7 separate regions of the Mus musculus genome follow, and regions 1, 2, 3, 4, 5 and 6 are each linked to region 7. Evidence: chromatin contacts called from public HiCAR-type, HiChIP or PLAC-seq and promoter capture Hi-C data. All regions are on one chromosome and are shown on one strand. Each heading gives the region's core, a stretch centred on a gene start, on an enhancer-like site or on the middle of the called end of the contact. The rest is flanking DNA. Distances are from core to core; before and after follow the strand shown. Region 1 overlaps Ppfibp1 (PTPRF interacting protein, binding protein 1 (liprin beta 1)). Region 2 holds the start of Med21 (mediator complex subunit 21). Region 3 holds the start of Ints13 (integrator complex subunit 13). Region 4 has its middle 18 kb from the start of 4930479D17Rik. Region 5 holds the start of Stk38l (serine/threonine kinase 38 like). Region 6 overlaps Ppfibp1 (PTPRF interacting protein, binding protein 1 (liprin beta 1)). Region 7 holds the start of Ergic2 (ERGIC and golgi 2).

Region 1 (3,773 bases), core at 585-3,084, 1.3 Mb before region 7:
CCAGCTATAAGACCCCTTGCTACTTGTGGTTTCTCCTGGCCACATGGTTCTGCTCAATCATGGCTTCCTCCTCCTCTTATTCTGTCCTCTCTCCTTCCCCTCTGGTCCTCTTCTGCCCCTCTTGAGGAAGCAGAATTAATATCAGAATACAAACAGCATCAGGAAAACCCACAACAGGCTTCATGTATCTTAACACTCTTCATGTTATTGTCCCATTTTATCTATTGTAAATTAGCATTTTTAACTCTTTCAACTCTAGCTCATGTTTTTAAATATTATTTGCCCTCTATATGTTATACCTATTTTTACCTAGTTTTCTTATCTAACTTTTTATTTCAATGACTTAATTTTTATTTTATTTATGTATAAATGTGTGTGGTTTTTAGGCACATGCAAACATGTGGTGCCTGAGGAGGGTAAAAAGGGAATGCTGGATCCCCTGGAACTGGAGTTAAGATGGTTGTGAGGTGCTGGGACCTGAGCTGTGCTCCTGCGAGAGCAACATATGCTCTTGACTGCTGAGCCACATTCTTCTTTTATTGTTTTCTTTTCTACCTCACATCTACAAATCTTTTAAGTCAATGTTACAGTGAACTCCTATTGCTCTGCAAGTGACCATTTAATGTAATCATTGTTTAAAGTTATATCTCAAAGGAGATGACTAGTGTTTCCTGTGGAGGACTGACCTCAAGTGCCTGTGTCCCCACTGTGTCCTGGGATAAAGAACCTTCATGCACACATATGGGATACAAAAGGGAAAGTTGGCAAGAGAAGATGAGGCTCTTACTGGGTCAAGGGTTGCATGATTGGTTTTGTTTCTGATTTCCCTTGCCTCTGGGTGGAAGGGAGTTTACTGAAGGCTTCCACTGATTCCAAATTGGCTAACTAACTATGACCAGGAGTCCATTCAACAAACTGTGGCCTCGATTTGTATAGAGTTATCCCACAATCAATTTTTTATCTATGGGAAGGTAGCTGAAACAGGGGCTGTGACAGGTTTCCTCGATGCCTGGGCCCTTTCCCCTTCAGGCTCTGAGGTGTGGTCTTAACTGGGCCCTGGACCTGCACTCAGTTGCTCATCAGCTGTACCACCCCAAGCTTGAAGATGAGGTAACATTATGGAACACTTGGCTGTTTTGGTAAGGCCTTTCACTGCGGCTTTTATAGCTGCTTCTTACCTCAATGTTATGAGGTTAAATACCATCTTCATCTCCATTAATTTGGGAGGAAACCATCACTCAATGGAAGTGTTGTTAAAACAGAGCTTCTGACTCCAGGGCTGATGGGCTCCACTTAGGAGCAGCCCTGTCACTGTAGTCAGGGTCCTGAATTCCTTGGTGGAACTAGTAGGTAGTGTGCAGCTTCCAATATCTTAGGTTTTGGAATCAGTTGTACCTTGGATAGAATAGGATTCTATTCAAGGGTGCTCTTGTTTTAGGATTACAGTTCTGTTCCTTACCCACCCCGAGCTCTGTCTTCTCATCAGTAGCATGAAATAACTTTGCTTTTTAGGATTGTTGGATTAAATTGAGATGCCTATCATAATACGTGGCTCATTTTCTGTGGGAGTTCAGCAGATTATGTCTTAGTTCTCAATTTAAAAAAAATGCAACTTTTCTTTTTTGTTCAAAAGTTTTAGAATATCTGATAAGTGAATTTTTCTTTTTTCTTCTTTTCTTTTCTTTTTCAAATATTTTATTTAGATGTGAGAAAATTTCCCTGTTCAGTGCTTTTTTTTTTTTCCCCCTTTCTATTGTGGATAAGTTACCTGCTCCTCACAGGTCTTTCTGTTTTGTTGAGTTCATCATGAACTTAGGACTGTGCTCATAGTCAAGGCAAAGTGTGTTTTGTCTGTTTATTCACGTGAAACACAGCTCTTGCGAAGGGTGATAGCTCAGTCATTCCTTTGCACATAGCTAAGAGTTTTGGCATCCTTTAAAGAGTTGTTACTTTTCCATGCTTTATTAACAGAATCATGAGAAAAGAATATCAAGCTTAAGTTATCATGCTGTGTAGAAGTCAGGTTTGGTTGGTGCTGGTGCTAAGCCCTTATGACCTAAGAGAACGGCACTAATAGGAAGTCTCTGCATGAAGAATTCCACATGAGGTTATCTTGTCATTTAACTTCTATTGTGTGTATGTTCAGGCTTTGCATGTTAATGAATTAAGCCAAATAGTTTATGCTTTCAGAATTCTAAGCCAATATGCTTTTTATTCTGCAGAGTTAAAGAAAGACATTCATTGGGAATCCCCTTTATGCTCTATTTATTTAATTTTAGTCCCTGAAGCCATGATTGTGTTTAATTAAAAAATTTTTTTATTATTATTTTATGTGTATGGGTGTTTTGCCTGCATACATGTCTGTATATCACATGTATTCTGATGTCCAAAAAGGCCAGAAGAGGGCATTGGATCTCCTGAAACATAGTTATTGATAGTTGTGAGCTGTTATGTATGTGCTGAGAAGTGAACCTGTGTTCTCTAAAAGAGTCATCTTCAGCCTTGTGGTTACACTTCAGCAGTGAATTAACTCAGTATTTGAATAGAAAGTGAGTTATAATTACAGGAAAGAGCTTCTGAGCTGGTGACTGACAGCCTTGGTTTGGATCTTGGAGCTTGGATCTATTGTGTGGTTTTCTCATCTTCTTTCCTGCATCTTGGTAGGAATGGAGAGGATATGGGAAATTTTCCTCATGTAATACATATAAGTTCATAAATTAGAATTATAATATAATTTAGGGCATGTACATTCCATAGGTAAGACATAGATACAGTAAGCATCAGTGATTATGTAAATTGGTGTGATTTCTACATTCCCTTACATGTTTAATGCTCAGGGGTCATTGGCCAAATCTTGGGACTGCTGCAGACTGAGGCTTGAACATTGTAAAATGTTGTGCCATTGGCCAGTTGGAACTGTTTCACTAAAATTCCAGTCTTGCAGTTTGACTGGAAGTTAGAGTGGATATTTGGGGACGGAGGTAGAAGTGGAAGTAACAGTGAGGAAAGTTGAAATTGATGAGGAGAGAAAGGAAGAATAAGACTGATACTGATCTGACTATTTATTGATGGCCCTGAAGGACTGGAGAGAGTGGTTCATGATCTTGAGATAGGAACCCAGCAGGCAGCTCTGTGCTAGTAGTCACTTGAAGTCATGTTGGCTCCAGCCCTTTGAAACAAGGCAGGGGTGGTGCATGCAGGAGTGGAGCGTGCCAGCTGTTTTGTGTTTTATTGGCTGCTTGGCTGATGGAGTTAATGGAGTGATTAGCTTCCATTAGTGTTTGCCTTAGCTGAGTCTCTGTTGATGGCATGAAGATCCCCTTCTGACTTCCTGTGTCCCAGCATCTTTTATTGCAGAAAGAGAATGCCAAGTTGGCATGAGTAAATCCTGCAAGGGCCTCAGATAACAGCAGACAGCACCCAATGACCAGGGACAGTCTTTTCTAAGTTACTATGACTAAGGAGTCTGTGAGCTGTTTAAAGTGTCGTGTCTACTTCCCTCCGCATATATGCATTTGACATGAAGTGCATTGGTGAGTGAAGCTCATTGTGGTGAACTTGACCCTTCCAACCTCTGTCATCTGTACTTTGGAAGTTGTGGTTTGTTATCAACAACAGAAGATCTGGATTATTTAGAGTCAGAGAGGCAGGTGGGGGATTGGCTCTGCCCCAGGATTATGTGCCATTAACAGTCCCTGTCTTTATGAAATACTGGTCTGTAGCATGAAGGTGGGAGGGAGAGAAGTAGGGGGAGCCAGACTTTCAGGGGTTTT
Region 2 (3,620 bases), core at 134-2,633, 1.6 Mb before region 7:
TGTAAATGTACTAACCTTGCTTTTTGGTTTCTGTAGTTACACTTCTACCCAACTATTTTTGTTAACTGAGTCATGTCAACTCAAGATACGAATTTTGTGCTAGAAAGTTCACCCTGAGGAAGGCTGGGATCCTGAATACCCAGTATAGTCGATGGCTGGCTAATCATGACTATCTGTTGGCTTAAACCACATCTGAGGAGTCTTCTCTGGTGGATACCTCCCAACCTCCTCATCTGTTATGTCCTCCTCTGTTAGGATTCACCAAGAAGGCTCTCTCACGATGACAGTCCACCTTGATAGTGGACTTCCCAGCCTCCAGAACACTGTAGGGAGTAAACGTTCTTTGTAATTGCTTGTCTGTGCTATTCAGTTGTAGCAACAAAAAACAGGCTCACATACCCACCCACCTCCAACTCCAGAAATGATCATCTTGGAAACTATGATAAACAGTTTGTCTGAGTTCCACAAACCAGGTATTTGCAGATTCAGGACTCACTTCCCATCAGAATATCCCCAGGCTAACAGAAATGACCTTTCTGCTATCACCCTTCACACGGAAAACTGTCAGGAAGCCCCAGTTCTAAATTTACATTCTGAAGCTGATCTTTCTTAAGATCGAACCTGCCTAGACCGGGCGTGGTGGCGCACACCTTTAATCCCAGCACTTGGAAGGCAGAGGCAGGCAGATTTCTGCGTTCGAGGCCAGCCTGGTCTACAGAGTTTGCACCTCCTACCTTCAAATGCTCTTCTTCCTCCTTTTCACTTTACTTATCACCCGTTCCTCATCACAGAGCTGTTTAATGCTTTCCATTTCCCCCAGGCACTCCCACTCAGAATTAAAGCACTAATCTAGTCTCCAGTTGGGTAAGCACCTCCTGCCCCAAACTAATTAGCCACCCTTTTCTAGCCATTTTGATTTCCTGGAGAATGTTAATTTCTCGAATTTAAATGTTGTGAATGGCGGGCTGCGAGTATGCTTTGTGGTATACCTGCAAAGTAAAAGCAAAGGAAAACAAGTGTTCCAGATAAACAAAACAAAGAAACGAACGAACAAAAACAAAACCCCTCACAAACAAAACACATTCCAGGCCAGCCAGGACTACACCGTGAGGCATAGCCTCGTCAGAGCTAACAGACAGAATGGAGGAAGCACCTTCCCTTCACAGGCTCGGTCCAGCGTAAACGCGAACCCGTAGCAGCTCAGCCTGCACGCGTCCCTCCTCCCCCACACCAGCCCTGGATCCCACCCGCCTGACGTCAGCAGGCCCGCAGGCTGGCCCCGCCCCTCCCCGGCAGCATGCTTCCTTAACCACGCCCCTCAAGGAGGAAGGCCTGTGATTGGTCCGGAGGCGTCATAAATTGGCCAATCGCTCGCGCTCTAGCAGCTTTTGCGCACCCTTGCGTGCGTGGTGAACATGGCGGATAGACTCACTCAGCTGCAGGACGCTGTGAACTCGGTGAGGGCTTTCCTCTGCTCGCCAGCCTTGCTTTCCTGACGCGGAGAGAGGAGGAAGGGGCGAGGCAAGGCCCCGGGGAGCGCGCAGATTGAGGTCGCCGCGGGCGGCGCACCCCGTGAGGCCTGGGTCTCACGTAGTCCACAGGGCGGGGTCTGAGGAGACGGGCCTGTCCTGAGGGGAGACCGGGCCGGGCGGCTTGTCCTGAGGGGAGGCGGGACCCGGGGGCCTGTCCTGAGGGGAGGTCGGAGCCGCCAGTCTCTCCTAAGGGAGGTGGGACCCGGGGGTCTCTCCTGAGAGGATGTGGGACCTGCCAGTCTCTCCTGAGAGCCATGGGACCCGGGGCCTCTGGTGAGGTGCGAACTTGAGGAAGGGAACGAGTGGCCGCTAATAAGGAGGGGACCCGACGACGGCCTCTCCTGAGGAGACTCAAGGTCTGCGGCCAGGTAGCCAGGAAGCGAGTACTCAAGTTCCAGGGATGCTTCTAGAACTTCCTTTGTGGGGCAGCACACGCCTAAGCACTTTTGTGTGTATCCCTCCCTCGCGTTTCAATTTCAACCTGCCAAACGGATTTCTCCTGTGATTCCACCTCTGAGGCTGAGACAGGAGGATTGCAGCGAGCTCCGGGCCAGCCTGAGCTCCAGTTTGATAGCCCATCTCAGAAAACAAAACACAAAAGACCACAACAAAGTGTTGAGTGTTTGTAGGTTGGTGTATGAGTGACCAGGGCGTGAGCTTGCCTTGCTTTCTGTAGGCCTTCACTCCTCCCTCCGCTCTTGGCGACTCCAGCACCAATGGTTGGAGAGTAACGTCTAGAAGAGGCCAGATCCTGGCCTCTCCGTTTCTTTGCATTTGTTTAAGTCTGCTTTACGATCTTCCCTAAGAGGCTCTTATAGGTGGAGTGAAGCTCTTACAGCACAGTACCACAGAACAGTGAATGTACACAAGAGGGATTTTTGTTTTGTTTTGAGATGGTCTCACTGTGTAGCTCTGGCTGACCTGCACACTGTGGAGACCAGATTGGCGTTAAAAACAAAAAAAAAAAACAGCCCAGTAATCAAAATCTACAACAAAAGCTCCTGAAAACTGCTAGCTTCTCTAACTTTGTCGCCTCTGGCTGTTATTCTGGCTTAATTGTACATGAATGGAAAACTAAATACTGAGCCTGGAATGGTGACCCACATCTTTAATTCCTGTAATCCCAGCACTTGGGAGGCAGAGGCAGGCGGATTTCTGAATTCAAGGCCACCTGGTCTACAGAGTGAGTTCCAGGAGAGCCAGGGCTACACAGAGAAACCCTGTCTCGAAAAAAAAAAACCAAACCAAAACAACAACAACAAAAATAGTGCAACAGTTTTCCATTGGTAATTAAAATCTCTTAGTGTCATTCTGGTTGTAGTTTGATGTAGAAGAGCCTACACAGTATATGCCTGCTGAAAAAAAAAATCTAAATACCTAGTTCTCTGGACAGTGTTTTTTAAACAGGAATGTTATAACAAGGCTTCTTGGTAATTCATCATTTTTGAGAGTACATTGAAATTGTGTATCTACTAGTGGGAAGACTAGTCTATTCTGTGTAAATAAAGTAGTTTTAAAGTTGAGGGGCTATCTCTTAAATGTTGATGAAGTCACCAAGGTACATTCTGTTTTGCAAAGATTCCCTGGGCTGCCAGCCAACCTCTCCCAAGAAAATACTTTTGTAATTTTACAAGTCTTTCTTGTTTTAATTTAAATTTTTTTGGTTTTACAAATCTTAATAATGCTGTGTAGAAGCTCATCTCCTAAGTATGCATATTCATGTAGGTCCTATAGTTAGGATGTTAAGGATACGATATAGTCTTAGGAGTACTGATAATTGAGTTAATATGTATGCCTACTGTGTCTACAGGGAATGTGTTTACAAAGAACTATTCTAGGAGCTTAGAAAGATGTCATAAACTCAAGAGACTTTTAGATGATGCAAACAAACCCCATATGTGGCTAGGGAGTTACAGTGGATTGTTTTCAGCTCTTAAGAGCTAAAGTAGATTGGAACACAGAGCAATATTAACATTTGTTCTGCCATCTGGAAACTCCATGTTCATTTCTATAATATATACAGTACTTGTCATGGAGTTGGTTTTTCAATAAATATTTTTGAACAGATTAATAATGGGTCTTGAATGA
Region 3 (3,662 bases), core at 1,138-3,637, 1.6 Mb before region 7:
ATATAGTGTTTGCCTATCATGCAGTGTTAGCATCAATCCTAGCACCACAACAAAACAAAATCCGATCAGGTAAGATGATAAGGACCTTGGCCAAGCAAAAAAATCTCATCTGCTAGGTTCCAGCTTAGGCTTCTGCAAGTAAGATCGAACACATGCCATCTACTTGCAAATAACCCTGAAACATCTAAGATACTCAAACCTAAAGGTAACTTTAATATTTGGAATTTCTATCAAATGTCAATGTTTCCTCTTACTGATGAAAACAAAAGAAAAGAAAAACAAAACACCAGCAACAACAACAACAAAAACTTAGTTTTTTGGAGTTGGGGAAATGGTTCACATCTTTAATCCCAGCACTTGAGAGAAAGGTGGACTTCTGTGAGTCCAAGGCCAACTTGGTCTACAAAGTGAGATCCAGGACAGCCAGGGCTACAAAATAACCTCAACATTCCCAATTGTTCTCAAAGTTCAGTGCCTGTTCCATGCTTACAACATACTTTATATATGGCCTAACATGTATAGATAGTACATACTTCACTGGACTGTTGGAGAGGCCAGTAGGTATACAGTACTTTGGGATACACCTGGATCTTGTAAGTGCTCAGCGCCATCATTACTGCTGTCTGCAACTAAATACCAACACTGCACTAATCATAAAGGGCAGCTCTACATACATTTGAACTATACAGTTATAAATCTACAGTAAATTCACATAATAATTATAGACACAGTTAATTAAGTACATCATCCCATCACAATTGTGTTCATAACACTCACCAGCTTTTTGAAAGGAAATATGTCATACATTATTCTACAATATTCCATGGAAGATTCTACTGAGCAAGTCCACAAGGATTTGGAGATGGGAGCCAAAGGGATGATGCCTTGGGTCCTGTTCTTCACCAGCATATCAAACTCCACATGCTGCCTACAGGATTCTGCCATGTATGGGCAGTGATCCACAACAAACACTGTTTTATGAGATTCAGAAAAAATCTTCATTTTGTTTTAACCTGTAAAAGGATAAACAAACTAGTCAAAACGATGACACATAACATTTATCATAAATGATTTCTCACTTAAGTGTGTTTTCAAGATTTGATACGGATCCTAAGTTCTGAGAATTTTGTGCAAAAAAGGCCAAAGTAATGGTGCCAGTTCAAAGAATATGCCACATCATACCATGCAGTCTATCTACCAAATGAAGTTAGTTCATACTTCTTTTTTTCTTTTACAAAGCACTTAAAATAGAAGAAAACATCTGTGCACATTGTATTTGATTCTTATGCCTACAAATCACAGATCTAATTCCTCAAATGTATTTATGGTGATCCTTGTTAGGGGCTAAGGGAAATCAACAGGAAAAGACTGACAGCAAAAGTACAACCCAAAATAGACACACATCTCCTACGGTAACTGCATATTGCGTCTTTCTATGGCTTCAAACTCATCCTCTCCCTCCACTTGCAATACACTACAGTAATTCACCACGTAGACCACAACAAGCAGATGCTATCCCATGCTGGCGAAGAGAAAACACTTCTAAAACTTTTTCTTATAAACACAGAACATGTGGTGCACTGCCCTGCTTCGCTCCTAAAATTTTACAGACCAAAAAAAAAAAAATTTTTTTTTTAAACCTACATTCTAAAGCACCTGGGAAACAGCAAGTGTTCAAGGTAACAAACCACCTTAGGGTCCCGCTATTACCTCCTGCTGCTCTGGAACGCACCGCCCCTCCCCGCCAAAGTCCCTGTCTGCAAACCTTCTGCACACACCTGACTGCAAGGGGGGTGGGGGGCGGCGAACGAGGTGAGTGGATGGGGAAGACCTCGGCATCGAGGTTCGCTTACTTTCGTGCCTGGTCCTGCAGTGAATGAACGGAGGCTGAGAGAGAAGGCGGACGAGGGTGGGTGGGGAGTCGGCGCACAGTCGGTCTGGTACAACCCGCAGAAGACTGACTGCCCGGCTCATCTCCCAACACTCCGGCTGCTTAAACGCAGGGGCGCGCGCATGCGCGTGCAAGCACAAGAGCGCACTCGGACTCGCGCGTGCGCACGGCGCTCTCGCACAGCCCCGCCATCTTCCCTTCTCCTTAGAAGCCACCAGAGGCCGAACCGGAAGAGGGCGGAGCAAGTGAGGGGAAAAAAAAAGCCTTTAACATTTGTTCCCAATCAACCGTAGGGAAGAACGGTCAGGACGACCCGAGAGATCCCCCCACAAAGTACTAAGCCACGGCCGGGACAAGCCAGCCTCGGCTCTGGACAGGCAGAGCCTACCCACCCAACCTCCCCTCTCCGCCTCCAGTCCGGGCCGGTAGCCCCTCGGAAAACACGCGAGAGTGTGCGAGCGGCAGAGCAAAACCTTGAGAGGGGGGCGAGGAGAGAAGCCCCGCCCCCTCCCCGTTCTCCAATCAACGGCCAGCCGTTTACCGGGGGTGGGGCCTTCGGGAACCAGCAGAGGGAAGTCTCGCGAGGCTTGTCGCTCAGCGGCTGCGGGTCGCGGAGGTTCTGGTCCGCCCGGGATGGGGCCGAGACGAGTGGGTTTCCCGTACGTCCCGCCGCTGTGTGAGCAGGACTGTGCGTCCGCTCGCTGAGCAGGCGCAGCGAGGGCGCGGAGACCACTCCGTGGGCACTCCACCTCGCGGGTGGTCGTCGCCCCAGGGGGACTGAAGCGCAGTGGAATAACTACACGCGTGGGCGAGCCTCTGAGCCGGGCTTCCTCTCTCCGTGCTCTCCCTGAGGTCCTGCCGGGAACTGAGGTACGGAAAGTTCCCTGAAAACCCTGGGCCTGCACGCCGCGGGACACCCCTTCCGGGTTCCCCTTCCTGCCACTCGGGAGCTCCGTGGGCGGTGGCCTGAGGGACTTGTCACTGTTGAGTTTACCTCAGCACACTTGACCGCGTTTGCGCCTGGGACTTAGCCACGGTCCTGAGGGAGCTGCTGGGATCGTTTGAGTCCCTCAGCGGCCTTCCAAATTCGGTTTCAAGTTGAAAAACTGGTTTTCTCCAGACAAATGTTTCAGAAGCTCCAAGTGTGTGCATTCCACCATTTTCAAGAACAGTGCAGTTCTCTGCTTTCAGAGTGATGTGTGTGGACAGGATGCTTATTGGTGTGTGTGGTCTGCACGCATTCTTTCTTTATCCCATTCTAAGGTTTTCTTTGAAAGACACATGCTTTTTATATTGCTACCAGCATCTGTGTCTGCTCCTCAAGAGTGAGGACTCTCTTTTCTTCCCGTCCTCCTTTCCAGAACACGGACCTCAGAACTGCCTACGTTCTGTATTCCACTCACACTGCACCAGGTTTTTTTGCTTCTTTCACTGTGACTGTTACAGTTGCCCTTCCTCCACCCCAAACCGGTGTCCCCGCCTCAGCCTTCCATACTTACTGTGACATGTATTCGCCTGAAACTTTTTCAAGTTCTAATTTAAGCATATCGATTCATCAGGGTTTTTTACCATCCTATCTCATCATATTTTACCTTTTCAGTGTCATCTTATTGCCACCCCTAATTCCTTTCCAAACACTGTGCCATGTGAGTCCATATAGTCTGCTAGAATGCTTGCTTTTCCTTCTGTCTTATCATCTATCAAAACCCAATTCATAGATGATTCTTTTTAGACTCCCTCCGGTGACATTGACAGTACAATGAACTCGGAT
Region 4 (3,743 bases), core at 755-3,254, 1.5 Mb before region 7:
GGCATTCATTGTAACATATTTCTAAGCTCTGTTTAATCTAGAAGAAGAAATTTACTAAATGACACCCTCCTGTTGTAGAAGAATTGATACAACTTAATTCAGTGAGCCTTTTGTCCAGAGCGAAGTTAGACACTGACTAGATGATCAGGCAGTGATGCTACCTGCCCTTGGGGGCCCTGGGGATAAGAAAGCAGGAGCCACCTTCCGTCTCCACTTTAATGATGTAAACAGATGGAAGACAGTTTTTTTTCATAAAAATCTAAAAATGACCCAAGATACAGTGATCTGTGATAAAGGCCTTCCCCTCTGTCTCTCAAACACACATACACATGCACTTTAGGCAGCAGAACAACCAATTATCTTTGAAAAGTAAGTTTGATTCAGTGGGAAAACCATTTATTGAGGGCAAAGTGACCTGCAAAGTTGTGGGTCCGTGGCAGGGATGGGAACAGACAGACAGTGAAGTCACAGCTCTCCAGAAGTCACTGTGTAAGGTGGTGCTGGTGGGGCTTTGGTACAAGGTACTAGGGAGCCAGGTGCAAGGCTCAGAGTGCTACAATACAAGAACTGTTACACGTGTAACAAATTAACAAATTGTTACATTTGTCAACTAGAAAATAAAAGTATGGAAACAGTGAGGAAGCCTCGGCTTCCCAGTATCCCAGGCCAGCAGGAGAGTGCAGAGAAAGACAACACCGCAGCAGAGTGCTTGAGTTGTATCCTGAAGAATTTATAGGATTCTTTTTTTTTTTTTTTTGAGTTTTTCGAGACAGGGTTTCTCTGTGTAGTCCTGGCTGTCCTGGAACTCACTTTGTAGACCAGGCTGGCCTCGAACTCAGAAATCCGCCTGCCTCTGCCTCCCAAGTGCTGGGATTAAAGGCGTGCGCCACCACGCCTAGCTGATTTATAGGATTTTTTGTAGAAGGCAGAGCTGAGTGATAAAGAGGCACGAGCAAGGGCAGCAAGGCACCTTGGTGGGAGAGGAGTAGGAAGGACTTGCTAAGAACAAGTAATGAAGCCTTCAACAGACTTGCAGTATACCGTGCGTGTTTTCCTGAAAACAACCAAGAAAATAGAGGGCCCACGGGTGGGGCGGAGACCTGAACAGGTTGGCTTGAAGGCTAGTGTTTTAGCTACTGGCTCATTGCTACACTGTGGCAAACTGCCTGGCAACGGTGAGCTAAGGGAGGCGGGGGGGGGGGGTTGTTTTGGCTTCCAGTTTGAGAGTGCAGTCTCTCCTAAGGGAGGGTTTTGAGGGCAAGAGGTGCTTGGTGGCACGCATATGCAGCTGGGACTGGTGCCTCACAACCTGGAGGAACAGGAAGCAGAGAGAGTGAGGCCAGATGATAGAACCTTGAGACTTGCCTACCATGACCCACTTTCTCCAGCTTTATCCCCTAAAGGTTCCACAGCCTAAACAATGCCATAACCCGGGGGGCCAATTCTTCATACTCGGAACAGGCACGGTGAGCAAAATGTGGGCAAACAGGGATGTGCTGCCCAGCTGGGCTTGTGGGTAGAGCAGAGGGTAGAGATGCAGCTACACATAACACTGAAGACGACTTCTAGAGGAAAACAGAGGAGAAGGCTCCTAAGAAGAGACTTACAGAATTCAAGGACTGTGAGCCAAGCATGGGAAGATGTGGGGAAGGGAGCCTGTCAACAGCTCAACAACTATACATAGTTCCAGGAAAAACAAAACAGAAACCTACTGGGCTGTTTCCACGGGACCACTCTTAGTGCATCCTTTGAGATCAATTGCAGAACAGACAGGGTGGGAACCAGTGACCATGTCAGACATGGAAAAATATTTGCAACATGAAGGAAATTTAAAGATAGGCAGAAGCTGATGTAGCCTCTCTCAGGGAGGAGAGTGTTTCAGAGGAACTAATGGAAATCCTGAGAAATAGGAACTGAAAGCGCCTGGTTCCCCAAGCCAGACAGACAAGAAACATTGGCAGAATGATGTCATTCTGCCTGCTTGGATGATGTCATTTTGCCCTCAGATGGTAACCCAGACTGTGTGAGTCAATATCTATATTTGGACATAAAGAGAACCACCGTCTATGCTGTGTGCCAGTTCAGAAGTCTGTTATGCTGGTCTGGTTTAGCTCTGCCTAATTGTTTTAGGCTCTGACTTCACCAACAGCCCTGGTAGTTAGTTAGTCTGTTTGGTATCACACAGTTAGAATCCCAGCACGTCTATGTTCATGTACATCATCATAACTGGTCTGTCCCTTCTGCACTTGGAAGACCCTGGCATGTATTCACAAGGCCATTCACAACATATATTTTAAAAGGCAAAGAGGGGATATCAGAAGCAATCTATGTCCAAAAGCTTATGCAGATGCTAGGTATGGAGTAGACTCTAGTACATTCTTTGATCTAAGAGCTCAGGGTTGGCCAGACAGTTTTCATAGAAAAATGCTATCTCTCAATATAGCTCCCGAACCTAGTTATGGGTACCAGCAGAAAGGGTCAAACAGTTTGTGTGTCTTCGTTCTGGAAGCGAATGGTGGTTTTCCAGTCTTGTGCTCACCTCTCCAAAGACTCAAGGTGCTCTTTAATGCAGAGGGACTGAGGGGACGGCTCGGTGGGTGAAGTCCTTGCCATGCAAGCTTGAGGACCTGATTCAGTCCCCAGCAGTCACAAAGCTACACAGAGAAGACACCTTGTCTCAAAACCCCAGCTGCCATGGCTGTGCACACTTGTCACCTCCTTATAAGATCCTGGGCTCGATGCCTACTCAGCTTAACCAAACTTGTTGGTCCCGATCAAATGAGTCACCTTCTCTCAAAAAACAAGATGCGAGGCCACTGAAGAATGACACCTGAGACCAATCTCTGACATCTACACACATGAACACACACGTGCACATGTACCCCCACGCACCTACATATACATGAGCACGCACAAATACACACACAGAGAGGGAGCCCCTCGTGGTACTGTGTTTTAGACTTACCTGTATACGTTCTTGGTGGATGCATTCAGCCGGCAAACTTTCATTTGGAGGTTGATGAAACTGAACAGTGAATGACTTTGACTTCCGCTAGAGAGCAGAAAGAACCAGAGGAGAGGAAGCTCGCCCCAAGAGGAGAGGAAGCTCGCCCCAAAGGAAAGGAAGCTTACCCCAAGAGTAGAGGATGTATATGTAGTTTTACAAGGACAATCAGAAGGCTTAAAAAGGAGGGAAACTATCAGAAGCAAGCACACAGGTCCAAGAGCTCATGGAGGTGGCTGGCTGGAGCTACAACGATCGCTTCCGTGAGTTGAGCACGTGAGTTTTCCAGCCACTTTTCAGAGAATGCATGTTATATACTGGCATGTGGTCTTACGTGGAGGCTGAGGAGAGGGGCATTGAAGCAAAATTGGGACATCTGGGGGTGGACCACTGAGCAGCAGCATGTATGATGTTCTGGGATATTTCTCACCAGCTGAAGGAATCAGTCGGTTTGGAAAGGTCACAGGTCATCACATTGCTATAGTTCTAAAGTGTATAGATAGTTCTGAAGCATTGATTTAGAAAAGTTCATTCCTTTATTACTAACAGCAGCTACACCCCAGCATCATCCCCAGAATCTCACCTTGTTTGAATGAGACTGAAATTCTCAAGAGTGAGCAGCAGCCTCCTTGGTGCAGCTACAGCGAGCAGCAGCCTCCTTGGTGCAGCTTTTAGTTTCTAACACTAACACGTTGGCGGCTGCCCACCGGAGGTGATAGATAAACGTTTGTTGGGTTGG
Region 5 (3,644 bases), core at 418-2,917, 1.5 Mb before region 7:
AACTGGAGTTACTAAGGTGTGCACCATCTGCTGTGGGTGCTGGGAACCTAACTCTGGCCTTTTGTGAGAGCAGAAGAGGGCCATCCTCTAGCCCTTGCATATATTGTTTTAATAGTGTAAAAGCTAAGGGTATTTCATAAAATCCCACTGTTTGAAGAATGGATTTGTTTTTTTTTGTTGTTTTGTTTTTTTTTTGTTTTTTTTTTTTTTTGTTTTTCGAGACAGGGTTTCTCTGTATAGCCTTGGCTGTCCTGGAACTCACTCTGTAGACCAGGCTGGCCTCGAACTCAGAAATCCACCTGCCTCTGCCTCCCGAGTGCTGGGATCAAAGGCGTGCGCCACCACACCCGGCTCCAAGAATGGATTTGTTAATAGTGATTGGGAATATTGGTTTGTCTTACTCAAAGACCAGTTTTATCTTAAAAAGCAAAACTCTTGTCACTTTCCCAAAACTCTCCCCTGTGTTCTCCATGGGAAAGTGATTTTCTAAATATCACACACTCTTCTCCCTTTATCCACAGATTCACTTTGGCAGTACCCACAGTCAACCATGTTCCAAAATTATGAAGTGGAAAATTCCAGAAATAAATGATTCACCAGTTTTAAACTGAAAATGCCGTTCTAAGTAGCCAATGAAGTCTCTCACTCCCCTCACTGTGTTGCTCCCAGGACGCTAGCAGTTCCTCTGGAGTGTCAATGTTGTGTATGTGAAACTCCTGGCCCCCTGGGAGGCATGGTCCTTGTTCCAATAATCCTCATTTTATTTCATAATAGCCCCAAAGCACAAGAGCAGCTGGCTGTCTACATCAAAGATAAGATTTAGCCTGCTTTTGTATTGTTAAGACTGGGTCTCACTCTGTAGCTCTAGCTGGGCTCAAACTCACTATGTAGCCCAGGCTGGTCTCAAACTTGCCGCAGCTTCTGCCTCAGCCTCCTTGGTGATGGGATTACATGCATGAAACACTGTACCTGGCGTCAAAGTTTGTTTGTTTGTTTGTTTTTTTAAAGTAAATGTTGTTGAGGTTGCTTAAATCTATGGTTCGGTTGTTAATCTCTTACTGTGCTGGATGTATAAATTAAGAGTAGGTGTGTGTAGGACACACAGTGTATAGTGTTTGGCTAGTCCGCGGGTCCTGAAGTTTGCCTGCCTACCTTTGATGCGAAGGGAAGAGACAATGACGACGACAATTTTCTAGCCTAATGCTGTATGTTATGTTGTCAACTGCTCTGGGATTTTTCAGGTAAGTTTAGCAAATTTTCATGTATGCTGGTAAGTTTCTTGTGGTCTTCCTAAATTCTAAATCCTCCTAAGCCTTTCGGGTTCAGTTATAGAGACGTGGAAGTCACAGAGCTGCTACATTGGTGATCTCTCCTCTATGGAGCCATCTTTGCATTGCCTTGAGGAGAGCTCCATCACACCAGGCCTCTCTCAGGGTCAGGCAGAACCAGTTAGAACTGGAGAGGGCCATGAGACAAGAACGTTACAACGCCCAGTAGTGATTAGACTGAGCTCAGGTTCCTGGACCAACCTACACTTCCGCCCGCGAAGGTGGGGGTCGGTACTGGCGCTGACGCCAGAAGGACACTTCCGCCTGGGTGCGTATGACGTCAGGGGCGACCCCTTTAAAAAAAAAAATCTAGGAGATCAAGTCTCGCGAGATTCTGGCGCGGCCGCTTTGGCACCGCCTCACGGGGCGGGACGAGGCGGGGCCTGGCGCGAGAGACGCGCGCCGCGGGCTGCGGTGACTGAGGAGGAGGCTGAGCGGGCGCGGGCGACACCGGCAGGTGAGAGCGGGCGAGGGCACCGGCGCCGGCGCGGGGCAGGGCCGCGGGGCTAGGGCGGCGCTCGCTGCGGGGAGGTGTGAGGGGCTTGGCGCGGTACAGCCCGCGGCGCCCAGCCCAGGTGTCCCTGGCGGAGCGGAGAACCGCGGCCGTGCGCGGCGTCCCCGGGCTGCAGGCGGGGCCGCGCCCCCACCGCCTGTCAGTCACCGGGGCCTTCGCCGAGCCGGGTGCGGCAGCCTGCGTACCGGGAGCGGAGCCGCCAGCCCCGCGCGCGTCCTGCTCCGGGCCCACCTTCCCGTCCCCTCCGGACGCAGAGGGCACGGCTCGCCGGCACAAAGTTGCCGGTGCACAGCGACGGCAAACTGTGCCCGAGCCGCGGCGTCCCTGTCACCGATGCTACTTTCTCTGTTGCGGGGTCGCTCTTGGGTCCCGAAGTTTGGAGAAACGCGGTGAAGAGATGCGAGGTGGGTCTGGAGCAGCGGCTGGTGTAGAGGTGCGCTGCTGCCGCCCCTCGGGACTCACTCGGTGCAGAGCCGGCGCGCTCTCCGGCTCCTCTGCAACTTGGGACGCGTTTCGGTAGAAGCCACTTATGGATTTGGCTCTGGTATTAGCCACACGACTGCCAAGAAGCCAGGCGAACAAAGTTCAATGGTTTTAAGGTGGTGATTACCCCTTATTTGGCAGTCGTGGCTTAAATCGGTCAGGTCTCCCTACTTTAAGTCAATAAGCCTTGCAATTTGCATATCAAGTTGTCTTGATGTCTCACGCACAAGCCTAAATGGAAAGGTTTTTCTCTTACGCCTCAGGATATATAAAACAATTAAGTTTATTATGCTCTTTCCCTCGTGGCCAAGAGGCACTTTATTTGAGTTAGTTGCTCTTGTGTCTATTTGGGGAGATAATTTAGTTAAATATACGATAAATTATGATATTGCGCGAGGTCATAAAAGTACTTTTATTTGGAAAATCCTGGTCTCAGAAGAAGTACAAGGGATAAAAGTTTGGTATTTGCCTTCGCTCTGCTGAGCGTTTTTTCTCCTAGTTAGAGGCCCGATTAGGCATCCCATTTGTTGGGATGTGTTTAGAATGAGAAGCATAGTTCGGTGTAGTTTCCGTGCTCTTTTGAAAGGCCTTGCTGTTAAGTAATGAACAAATTAGACTCAGAAAAACCACATTAAATAGAATACTGGAAGTCTCAGCACTTGTTTTCTTGAGTTTGCTTACAAATAAGCCAAAGAATAGAAACTAAGGCTGTCTAAATAAAAAGGTGTTCTCTGCAGTTTTTATTATTTAAAACAGTTTTAAATTTTAAATATATTTTGATCATAGTCCCTTCTCCCTCAAGCCCTTCCAGATCCTCTCCTCCTCTCTACCCACCCAACTTTAAGTTCTTTCTCAAAAACCAAACTCTGCAGCTTTTTAAATACTAGATTTTAATTTCAAAAAGTGGGACATTAAGAACAAAGGAAAATGATAAAAAACCAAAATGATAAAGCATTAGTCTCAGTTTGGCCATTTTTCTTTAGAAAAGTTCCACTCTCTCAAAGACCAGTGACATCTTGTTAGTAGAATTGGTAACATGCCTTAGCAAGTGCCTTCTCACAGAGCTAGGAAAAGTTGAAGACACCAAAGCCAGGAGGATTTTTGTATCTTGCTGTAATGTTAAATGAGTTTATTTTCCATAAATGTAGGACCAGTTAAGCAAGCATATTGCTGTTTGAGAATCCTAGCATTACTTTCAAATCAACAGATGGGCAAGCTATGACTGGGTTAGACTAGACATATGCAGAAAGCCTGCCCTTGAATTTTTATATGAAAAGCACCATGGTCTCTTTCAGTGAGATGATGAAAGCAAGCTTAAG
Region 6 (3,696 bases), core at 317-2,816, 1.3 Mb before region 7:
CACTCTTGTGCATGGGTCATCATAGTGCATATGTGAAGAAGGGGTTGGTTCTCCTTCCTCCTTGTGAGTTCCTGGGATTGAACCCAGATCGTTACCTTGGTGTTAAGCACCTTTACCCACTGAGCCTTCTTTAAAGGACCGAGCCTCAGTTTTAAAAAGTTTAATTTGAAGATAAAAGAACAGATGCTGAGTCCGTTCTTGTTGAAAAAGCAAATATCAGATTCTGGAAGCTGGTAGAACTTTGGAGAAGTCTGTGTTTAGTTTCCCATTTTGGGGCATGAGCTTTAAAGACATTAGTGGGCTTATGGGATATGTAGACCTCAGAGTTCGGCTTCTGGGATGAGCCAGTAATAAACGTTAGTTCCTTCTGATTCTAGCTGCATGTGATAGGTCTGGAATGTTGACTTGGTAAGCTTAGGTTTCAGCTGGAGGTGGTTGTAGGTAGGCACCATTCTGCACATAAGAAGAACCAATATACTTTTTATGACTGTTTGAGAGTAAATCAGCAGCGTAGTTTAAGAACAGTCTTCTTAAGCATTCCCTTGGGGCTGGTAGGTGTGGCACCGTGGGGTGGTACATGTGCAGTGGGCAAAGCCAGGGGCCTAATCCCTGCATCAAAGCAGCAGAACAGAACACACCCATTTGGTTCATTTCACAAGTACAGTTCTGTGAACTTATTTCAGCACAGTTTGCCAAGCCTCATCTTGTTTTCCCCCCTTTTAAATAAGGTAGAAATAGGATGTAGTTGTTTTCGAGAAGTTGAATGTTAAGAGGTGAAGGTAAATGAAGGGAGACTGCACGATCAGCTTTTCCCTGCTGTGCTGTTCTTCAGAGGCCTCCACTTTGTCTTCTGTGGAGCCTTTGATGTGTCTGTCATCTAGTAGTTTTGCACAGATATTATTTGCAACTTGCTGCCAGAAAGCCTCCAGGGGGAATCTTCCTGCTTTCCAGGTCCCTCCTTCGTGCTTATCTCTGCCCTCATGGAGTCTCCTGTTCTTTTTCCCAGGTCACCAGTTCTGTCAACCTTTCTAGGTATTGGCAATGGCCACTGTCCTCACCAAGGTCCTGACTAGCACCCTAGACTCTTTAGTCTTGTTTGTGACCTCTGCTTTCAGACTGTGGGTACTGCTGGACCAAGTGACGATTCACTGTAGTCTCTTTGGCAGAGGGACAGACAGCAGTCTTTTGATTTTTTAATCTGTTGACTTCCTACCCACTTTTTGAAGCTGTTATGATTTCTTCCCCGTCCTTTTTAAGTCTCTTTCTGCAATCCCCACTTACTCTCTAGGGATGATATCATTTCCTTTATTTATTGAAAAGATCCAGGCCAGGGGTCACATATTCAAATGCCACCAGAAGGCATTGAGATAACTTAAAAAAAAAAAAAATCTAAGAAATGAGACAAGAGGCAGGGACTGTAAGTGCAGTGTGTGTGTGTGTGTGTGTGTGTGTGTGTGTGTGTGTGTGTGTGTGTGTGTGTGTGTGTGTGTGTGTTTGACCTTTGCCCCATGGGAACTTGGCTTTAGTGTTGCTCCCCTCTCTGTTTTATCTGGAAAACTCAAACGTCTGTTTTTCTGTGTGAAATCTGATCATGTTAAAATCATCCTGGGTAGGCCACCAAACAGTCACTTTCCTTTGCCACCTCAGCATCTTTCTTTGTCACCCTTTCTTTGTCTTTGTGGTGTTCTGTGTTTACCATCCTGTCTCAGGGGTTTAACCCTTTGTCCACAACTTTCTTTTCTCTACATAAAGACACTTAACATGCCCCCTTACTCCTGAACGGTCTTGGTGCTCTCTGTACCTTTGCTGTTGGTCTCCGTTGGTTGGACAAGCATCTTACCTTGTTAGAATGGGAATGATTCCGTCTCCTCTTTCCCAGCCCCAGCTGCTTACCTGGGTCCTCAGGGCCTCATCATTTCTCTTTCATGCCTAATTGGCTTTATAGGGCTTTTCATTCATTGCTTTCTTGATTGATTGAGGCAGTGTCTCAAGTAGCCATGTGTGCAGGATCTGTGCAGCTGAGGTTTCCTTTGAACTCTGATCCTCTATCTCTGACTTGAAGTGCTGTGACTACAGGGGTTCACCACCCTACTCAGCTGTTGCCTTTGCTTTTTTACATTATTTTGCAGATATTAATTGAACAAACCAGTGTGTTTCATTGTGTATTTTTTATAGACAAGATAACATACTTTGACTATTCTTATTGTCTATGTCTCCCCTCTTGATGCCACTCCCTACCTTTTCCTTATTCCCTTCATGTCCCCAGGATCTCCTCACTCCTCTAATGCTTTAGCTGTTACCTTCATGACTTGGTCTTGAGGATCTGAGACTGCATTGACTTGAATTTTTGATTTTGAACATAAATTTACCATCTGGTTTTACTTGTCCACCCTGCTGTGTCCCAAATACTGTATCTCAAAGATTTTTTTTTTTTAATCACTGTTTGCTGTACTTTTGCTGTTAGTACTCCTCACCCAACTCCACCTTGTGGAACAGGACTCACTTCATCTCCCTCTCACTCACCCAGCTCCTCAATGGCTCCTGTTCAATTTCAGAGTGACATTTTTCCTTCTAAAACTTCGCTGCTGCTCTCCATATCTTCTTGGAAGGCTTTTACTTACAAATTAGCCAGAGATATCTTCTCCTTGTCTTTCTCTGGTTCCTCATGTGTCCCTGTTACCTTGTGGAAAGCCCAGCTCTGGCCAGGCTACTCCTTGGCTTGGAAAACCTCAAAGACAGTGAGTTAGCAAAGCTTATTGGCTTGCTTGCCAGTGCTGTCAAGTATCATTCTAGACTCTTCTCTCATTGTCCCTCCAGATACTCTCTACTCCAGTGCACTGGAACCATGGATATTGCTGAACACTATCTTGGCCACACTATTCAGTTTTCTGTGGCTGATTTTCTTCTTGCTTCTCCCAGCCCTGTCTTAGATACAGGGAAATTTATATTGTTACACAGCTGTCTAACCCAGCAGATCTCAATCTGTGGGTCTCAACCCCTTTGAGGGTCATGAATCAGAGATCCTGCATATCAGGCATTCATATTATGATTTACAACAGCGGCAACATTGCAGTTATGAAGTGGCAATGAAGTAATGTTATGGTTGTGGGGGTCACCACAATCTGAGGAACTGTATGAGAGCATCGCAGTGTTAGGAAGGCTGAGAACCGATGGTCTAACCCAGTCTCCCTTCTTTGGTAGGCCTTGCCACTGCCTTTAGCTGTGAGCTGCTCTTCCATTTTGGCTTCCTCAGATTTTCTTCCTCAGATTTTCACCTGTGCGCGTCCAATGGCATCGGTCATTACATGTCATTAGTTTATTTTGTAGAACATTAATAAACCTCTTTTCTAAGTCTGTTCTTTAGAAAGATTCTGTGCTTTTTAAATTTTATACCAAGTAGGGTGTAATCAAATGGTAGGAATTGAATACAAGTTTTAACTGAAAATTCATGTTACTAATAATTAAAACATAAGAGCATTGAATTTTTTTTCTCTCCTTCCAACTCAGCAGATTAGAATTCATGAAGTGTGTGTGTGTGTGTGTGTGTGTGTGTTTTTCCCTGAATGCCATACTTGGCACATGACAAGCACTTTGTCAAAGAAAAAAATTCTTTGTCTCTGACTTGAATGCTTCTTATATATTGAAGGTCAGCTCCACGATTGTATCATGTAAATAACATCATTGTGAAAAATATAT
Region 7 (3,421 bases), core at 335-2,834:
TCTTCTTCAGTCTCTACTGAAGCACTTCTCTGGCTTTTTGAGGTAAGTATTACTATAAGATTCTCATTTTATTGGTGAGGAAACTAGGGCACAAAAGTCAAAAGACAAGCTGTCATTAAAACACCAAATTAAAATCTAGGAAAACTATTAAAAAGAATTTGTAGCACACACAGTCTAAAACCAACTTCTGTTTAAAAATGAATTATTTAAATGGCAAACCCTGGTGAAAATAAATGCTGTTTTGTAAATCTTTGTTGTTCATGTTCTAGACTACAGTGACTTCCTTTCAGAAGTCCTCTAACTTGCCATGTTTCTTTAATGTGTACCTCCGAAGTGAAATCAGGTGTAATACTCAGCAAAGCAGTCAAGTTTACTATCTGAAAGAAAGCTGCTTCCCAGGACCCTCACTACAAAAGCATGGAATTTCTATTTCTCAGGATCTTCCTCTACAAGCTGGAATAGTAACTTAAGGTTAACTAATAAGAAAGGTAGGCAAAGAGACCTTCCGCAAGGCAGCAGCACACTCGTTTCTTTAGGTACGGACGTACACTGGAGGTTGGAGAAGTGAAATTCGGAATTACAACTTCAAACCAATGAAGAATGCCTAATTTAACTATCTTTAATTGCTTCCGAACGAAAGCCTATCTCGAAACACCGAAACAGCTGTTACTTGCCTATAGCCTAGGGCACCGAATTGCACGCCTAAAGTTAATGACACGTTTGCCCGTAGATCTCCGAGATCTCGTCTACGATACCCACGGCGGTCCCGTATCAGGAGCTGAGCCGTCATCCCCTGGATGGGTCAACAGCTGACAAACGGGACACACACACACCACCTGCCTCGGCGTCTGCGCCCGCCCCGGCCCCTCTCTAGGCCCGGCTTTTAATTTACGGCGAGAGTGACCACGGTGCTGGCAGGGTCGCTGCTGTCCACGACAGCCTGGACGAGACAACGAAGGGCGCGGCCGATCACCGAAGCTCCCTGGCCGCGGGCGCGGACGCCGGCGGCACTCGGCAGGAACGCCCCCGGGCAGCGGAGCGGCTCCGCGGCCAGCTGCTCCGCAGAGCCGCGACGAGTACAGGCCAGTGCCAGGCCTGGGAGCCCCCTCAGCCGCGCCCAGGTCCCCGTCCGCCCGTAACCGCCGAAGGAAACGGCCCCGGCAGGGTTTTAGCGTCTTACCTAGTGGTACGGTCCCAGCCGACCGCCATGTTTCACAGAAGCCCGGGTCGCCCGAGCCCGGCGCACACGAAGATCTCGCGAGAACAAGAGCAACTCTCACGGCTGACCATGTCCGAAGGGAGCGCAAATGGAGAACTCGCGATACTTTCCGCGTTGACGGTATGTGATCTAATCAAGCGGCGCGGTCAACCTGAAAGGGGCGTGGCTACGTGGAAACTAAGTGAAAATAGGAGGCCGGTCCCTTTCCAGGAAGGGGAAGTTACCTTCCGCCTGACCCCGAGACAAACCGACTGGAACGGCGCTCCGCACTACAGACCGGAAGTGATCACCAGCCACCTTAAGGCGCCGGCCACACTGCAGCTCAGGTGGTTGAGAGGCCTCCGGCTTTGCGTCTTCATTTATTCCGGTCTACAACACCTAAACCTCCCTTGTCGGGCGTGGAGAACGGTTTCGATTATTCGGTCAGTGTGCTTAAGGATTCCCTAAAAGTAAGCTACGCAAGAAAGCCCGACAGTGTGTGCTCATGGCCCTTCACAGCACAGGACGGAATAGAGGGGCTTTGGAAAAAAAGTTGGCTCCGAAATGCTGGAGAGGAACCCACTCAAGCTCCCGTCCTACCCATTTGCTACCAAATTTTACAGGCACGCGTTGTGGTTTAAAAACAGTTTTAAGGAAAGCGTACTTATGACGAATGTCTACACAGAAAGCACTGTTTTCTCTAATCTTCACAATACTATTGCCAAGAAATACCACTATTTACTTGGTTAGTAGGTAAGGGTTTGAGTTTTAAGAGGGAGGTAAAGAGTAGTTAAGAGCTGTCAAAGAGAAACAGGCTGGGAGATCTTGACTACAGATTGACTGTGTGTATACTCCTTTACTGAAAAGAGACCCTCATCCTTCAAACCAAGGACAAATGCATGCACTCTGGTGGCAATTTAATCTCCAGACTTTCAAGACTACTCCAATTAATCATAAATTCCTATTTGACTTAAGGTTCGTGGATAATAAACACAGCCTCAAGCCAAGATTACCTAAATTAAATATCCAATCTAACTTGTTAATATCGTGACTTTGAGCATATTGCATTTCTTTGTATCTCTATCCCCTCATCTGTCAAATGGGCATAATAATGTGTTGATACATGTCTAAAATGCAAACTTACCTCACTTGTAATCTATCGGCAGCTCCTCCCTGTCGTCTCCATACCCAGGTCTACAGTGTATAGGCTGTAGCTTGGATAAAGGCAGGACTGTTGTTCATTTAGTTACACCTGATCCTTTGTCTCCAGGGCACGTTTCCTTTAGAGTAATAACGATCCCCCTGAGAGTTGGGTTTCACAACATAGCAAAACTAAATAATTTGACCCTGCTATTTTTAGAAAAACAATTTTAAAAGCTAACAAGCATAAAAGTTAATTTTTCCCGAAGAGTGAAACTTCTTAACCAATGAATCAATCATTTAGCTTCTCTGGTTTTCTTTAATGCTTCTCTTTCTTTGCTTCGTTTTGTTGTTTTGTCTGGTGCTTGGCATCAGATTTGGAGCCTGATACAAGTGAAGCTGTACCACTGAACTACATTGCCAGGAAGACCTGCCTGACTTTATAGGTTAATTTTCATATTATTGGTGGCATAATATATGGGAAACAGTCTGCTTTTTAGAGACTCCATCCCATTATGTTTCATTTATTGAAGAGAGGTTTAGGAGTAGGGTTAAAATGCTCAAACTATATTTTTATGACATCCTTTTAATTCTCCGTAGATTGGGGACAAGCTTTAGCTAGTTAATAACAAAAGAGAAACTAATATTACTCTCTAAGGTTCACATGTACCTCAAGTGGCTTTTGTGTCTTATTCTTTTTTTGTTGTTTGTTTTGTTTTTTCGAGACAGGGTTTCTCTGTGTACCCCTGTCTGTCCTGAAACTCACTCTGTAGACCAGGCTGGCCTCGAACTCAGAAATCCGCCTGCCTCTGCCTCCCAAGTGCTAGGATTAAAGGCGTGTGCCACCACCGCCCGGCATGTCTTATTCCTAACCCAAATCTATTCTTCTTTATATATGAACATCACCACCAGCCTCAAATTTGATTGGATCACAGTCTTCTGTGTTTGTTTCTTCTCCCTAGCTGCCAATCTCAGTGTTGTTTGTCCTGAAACTGTTGCCCAGCTTCTCAGCTGTACATAGAGCCTCTTTATCACAGGCTTCAGCTAGAGGTGACTACTAATTCTCTATTCATATTTTGTATT

The links. Promoter capture Hi-C pulls out the DNA fragments that hold promoters and counts their contacts. HiCAR-type assays count read pairs that join an accessible place to other places. HiChIP or PLAC-seq counts read pairs in DNA pulled down with a chosen protein or histone mark. Capture Hi-C pulls out chosen DNA fragments and counts their contacts.
Region 1: a promoter capture Hi-C map of liver shows a contact between it and region 7, with 3 times the contacts expected there. The contact joins the enhancer-like site here to the promoter of Ergic2 in region 7. A contact is called at or near these places in 4 of 39 promoter capture datasets (3T3-L1-derived adipocytes, hippocampal neurons and liver), 3 of 115 datasets of contacts at active chromatin or transcription factors (astrocytes, extraembryonic endoderm stem cells and large pre-B cells) and 1 of 9 other capture datasets (adipose tissue).
Region 2: a promoter capture Hi-C map of liver shows a contact between it and region 7, with 3 times the contacts expected there. The contact joins the promoter of Med21 here to the promoter of Ergic2 in region 7. A contact is called at or near these places in 4 of 39 promoter capture datasets (embryonic stem cells, erythroid cells, hippocampal neurons and 1 more), 4 of 484 Hi-C or Micro-C datasets (B cells, embryonic stem cells and muscle stem cells), 7 of 115 datasets of contacts at active chromatin or transcription factors (astrocytes, differentiating embryonic stem cells, embryonic stem cells and 3 more) and 2 of 9 other capture datasets (adipose tissue and liver).
Region 3: a HiCAR-type map of astrocytes shows a contact between it and region 7, with 6 times the contacts expected there. The contact joins the promoter of Ints13 here to the promoter of Ergic2 in region 7. A contact is called at or near these places in 4 of 39 promoter capture datasets (hematopoietic stem and progenitor cells, hippocampal neurons, liver and 1 more), 5 of 115 datasets of contacts at active chromatin or transcription factors (astrocytes, embryonic stem cells and extraembryonic endoderm stem cells) and 2 of 9 other capture datasets (embryonic stem cells and liver).
Region 4: a contact with region 7 is called in a promoter capture Hi-C map of pre-B cells, with 2.4 times the contacts expected there. The contact joins the enhancer-like site here to the promoter of Ergic2 in region 7. A contact is called at or near these places in 4 of 39 promoter capture datasets (embryonic stem cells, hippocampal neurons, pre-B cells and 1 more) and 4 of 115 datasets of contacts at active chromatin or transcription factors (differentiating embryonic stem cells, embryonic stem cells, extraembryonic endoderm stem cells and 1 more).
Region 5: a contact with region 7 is called in an H3K27ac HiChIP or PLAC-seq map of extraembryonic endoderm stem cells, with 8 times the contacts expected there. The contact joins the promoter of Stk38l here to the promoter of Ergic2 in region 7. A contact is called at or near these places in 4 of 39 promoter capture datasets (erythroid cells, hippocampal neurons, neutrophils and 1 more), 7 of 115 datasets of contacts at active chromatin or transcription factors (astrocytes, embryonic stem cells, extraembryonic endoderm stem cells and 3 more) and 1 of 9 other capture datasets (liver).
Region 6: a promoter capture Hi-C map of liver shows a contact between it and region 7, with 2.8 times the contacts expected there. The contact joins the enhancer-like site here to the promoter of Ergic2 in region 7. A contact is called at or near these places in 4 of 39 promoter capture datasets (embryonic stem cells, hippocampal neurons and liver) and 2 of 115 datasets of contacts at active chromatin or transcription factors (embryonic stem cells and large pre-B cells).

What each region holds. Positions count from the first base shown.
Region 1 is chr6:146,903,022-146,906,794 of GRCm38.p6, forward strand. The region is part of intron 1 of Ppfibp1 (PTPRF interacting protein, binding protein 1 (liprin beta 1)); the gene reads left to right. Among named protein-coding and RNA genes, the nearest start is that of Ppfibp1, 16 kb to the left of the region's middle. Within about 2 kb of position 1,835, at least 5 of the 459 cell types and tissues checked have an H3K27ac peak or open chromatin away from gene starts, as enhancers often do. A contact at or near this core is called in liver, where this site is marked.
Region 2 is chr6:146,641,196-146,644,815 of GRCm38.p6, forward strand. Med21 (mediator complex subunit 21) reads left to right here and starts at 1,384. Exons shown (of 4, transcript NM_025315.3): 1 at 1,384-1,457. The coding sequence starts at 1,416.
Region 3 is chr6:146,575,448-146,579,109 of GRCm38.p6, forward strand. Ints13 (integrator complex subunit 13) reads right to left here and starts at 2,388. Exons shown (of 18, transcript NM_138757.2): 1 at 1,854-2,388; 2 at 778-1,013. The coding sequence starts at 1,002. Fgfr1op2 (FGFR1 oncogene partner 2) reads left to right here and starts at 2,464. Exons shown (of 7, transcript NM_026218.2): 1 at 2,464-2,761.
Region 4 is chr6:146,673,352-146,677,094 of GRCm38.p6, forward strand. No RefSeq gene overlaps it. Among named protein-coding and RNA genes, the nearest start is that of 4930479D17Rik, 18 kb to the left of the region's middle. Within about 2 kb of position 2,005, at least 107 of the 459 cell types and tissues checked have an H3K27ac peak or open chromatin away from gene starts, as enhancers often do. A contact at or near this core is called in pre-B cells, where this site is marked.
Region 5 is chr6:146,723,263-146,726,906 of GRCm38.p6, forward strand. Stk38l (serine/threonine kinase 38 like) reads left to right here and starts at 1,668. Exons shown (of 14, transcript NM_172734.3): 1 at 1,668-1,785.
Region 6 is chr6:146,927,220-146,930,915 of GRCm38.p6, forward strand. The region is part of intron 1 of Ppfibp1 (PTPRF interacting protein, binding protein 1 (liprin beta 1)); the gene reads left to right. Among named protein-coding and RNA genes, the nearest start is that of 1700034J05Rik, 25 kb to the right of the region's middle. Within about 2 kb of position 1,567, at least 26 of the 459 cell types and tissues checked have an H3K27ac peak or open chromatin away from gene starts, as enhancers often do. A contact at or near this core is called in liver, where this site is marked.
Region 7 is chr6:148,210,790-148,214,210 of GRCm38.p6, forward strand. Ergic2 (ERGIC and golgi 2) reads right to left here and starts at 1,585. Exons shown (of 14, transcript NM_026168.4): 1 at 1,181-1,585. It overlaps 4732416N19Rik (RIKEN cDNA 4732416N19 gene), which reads left to right and starts at 1,499. Exons shown (of 2, transcript NR_015615.1): 1 at 1,499-1,641.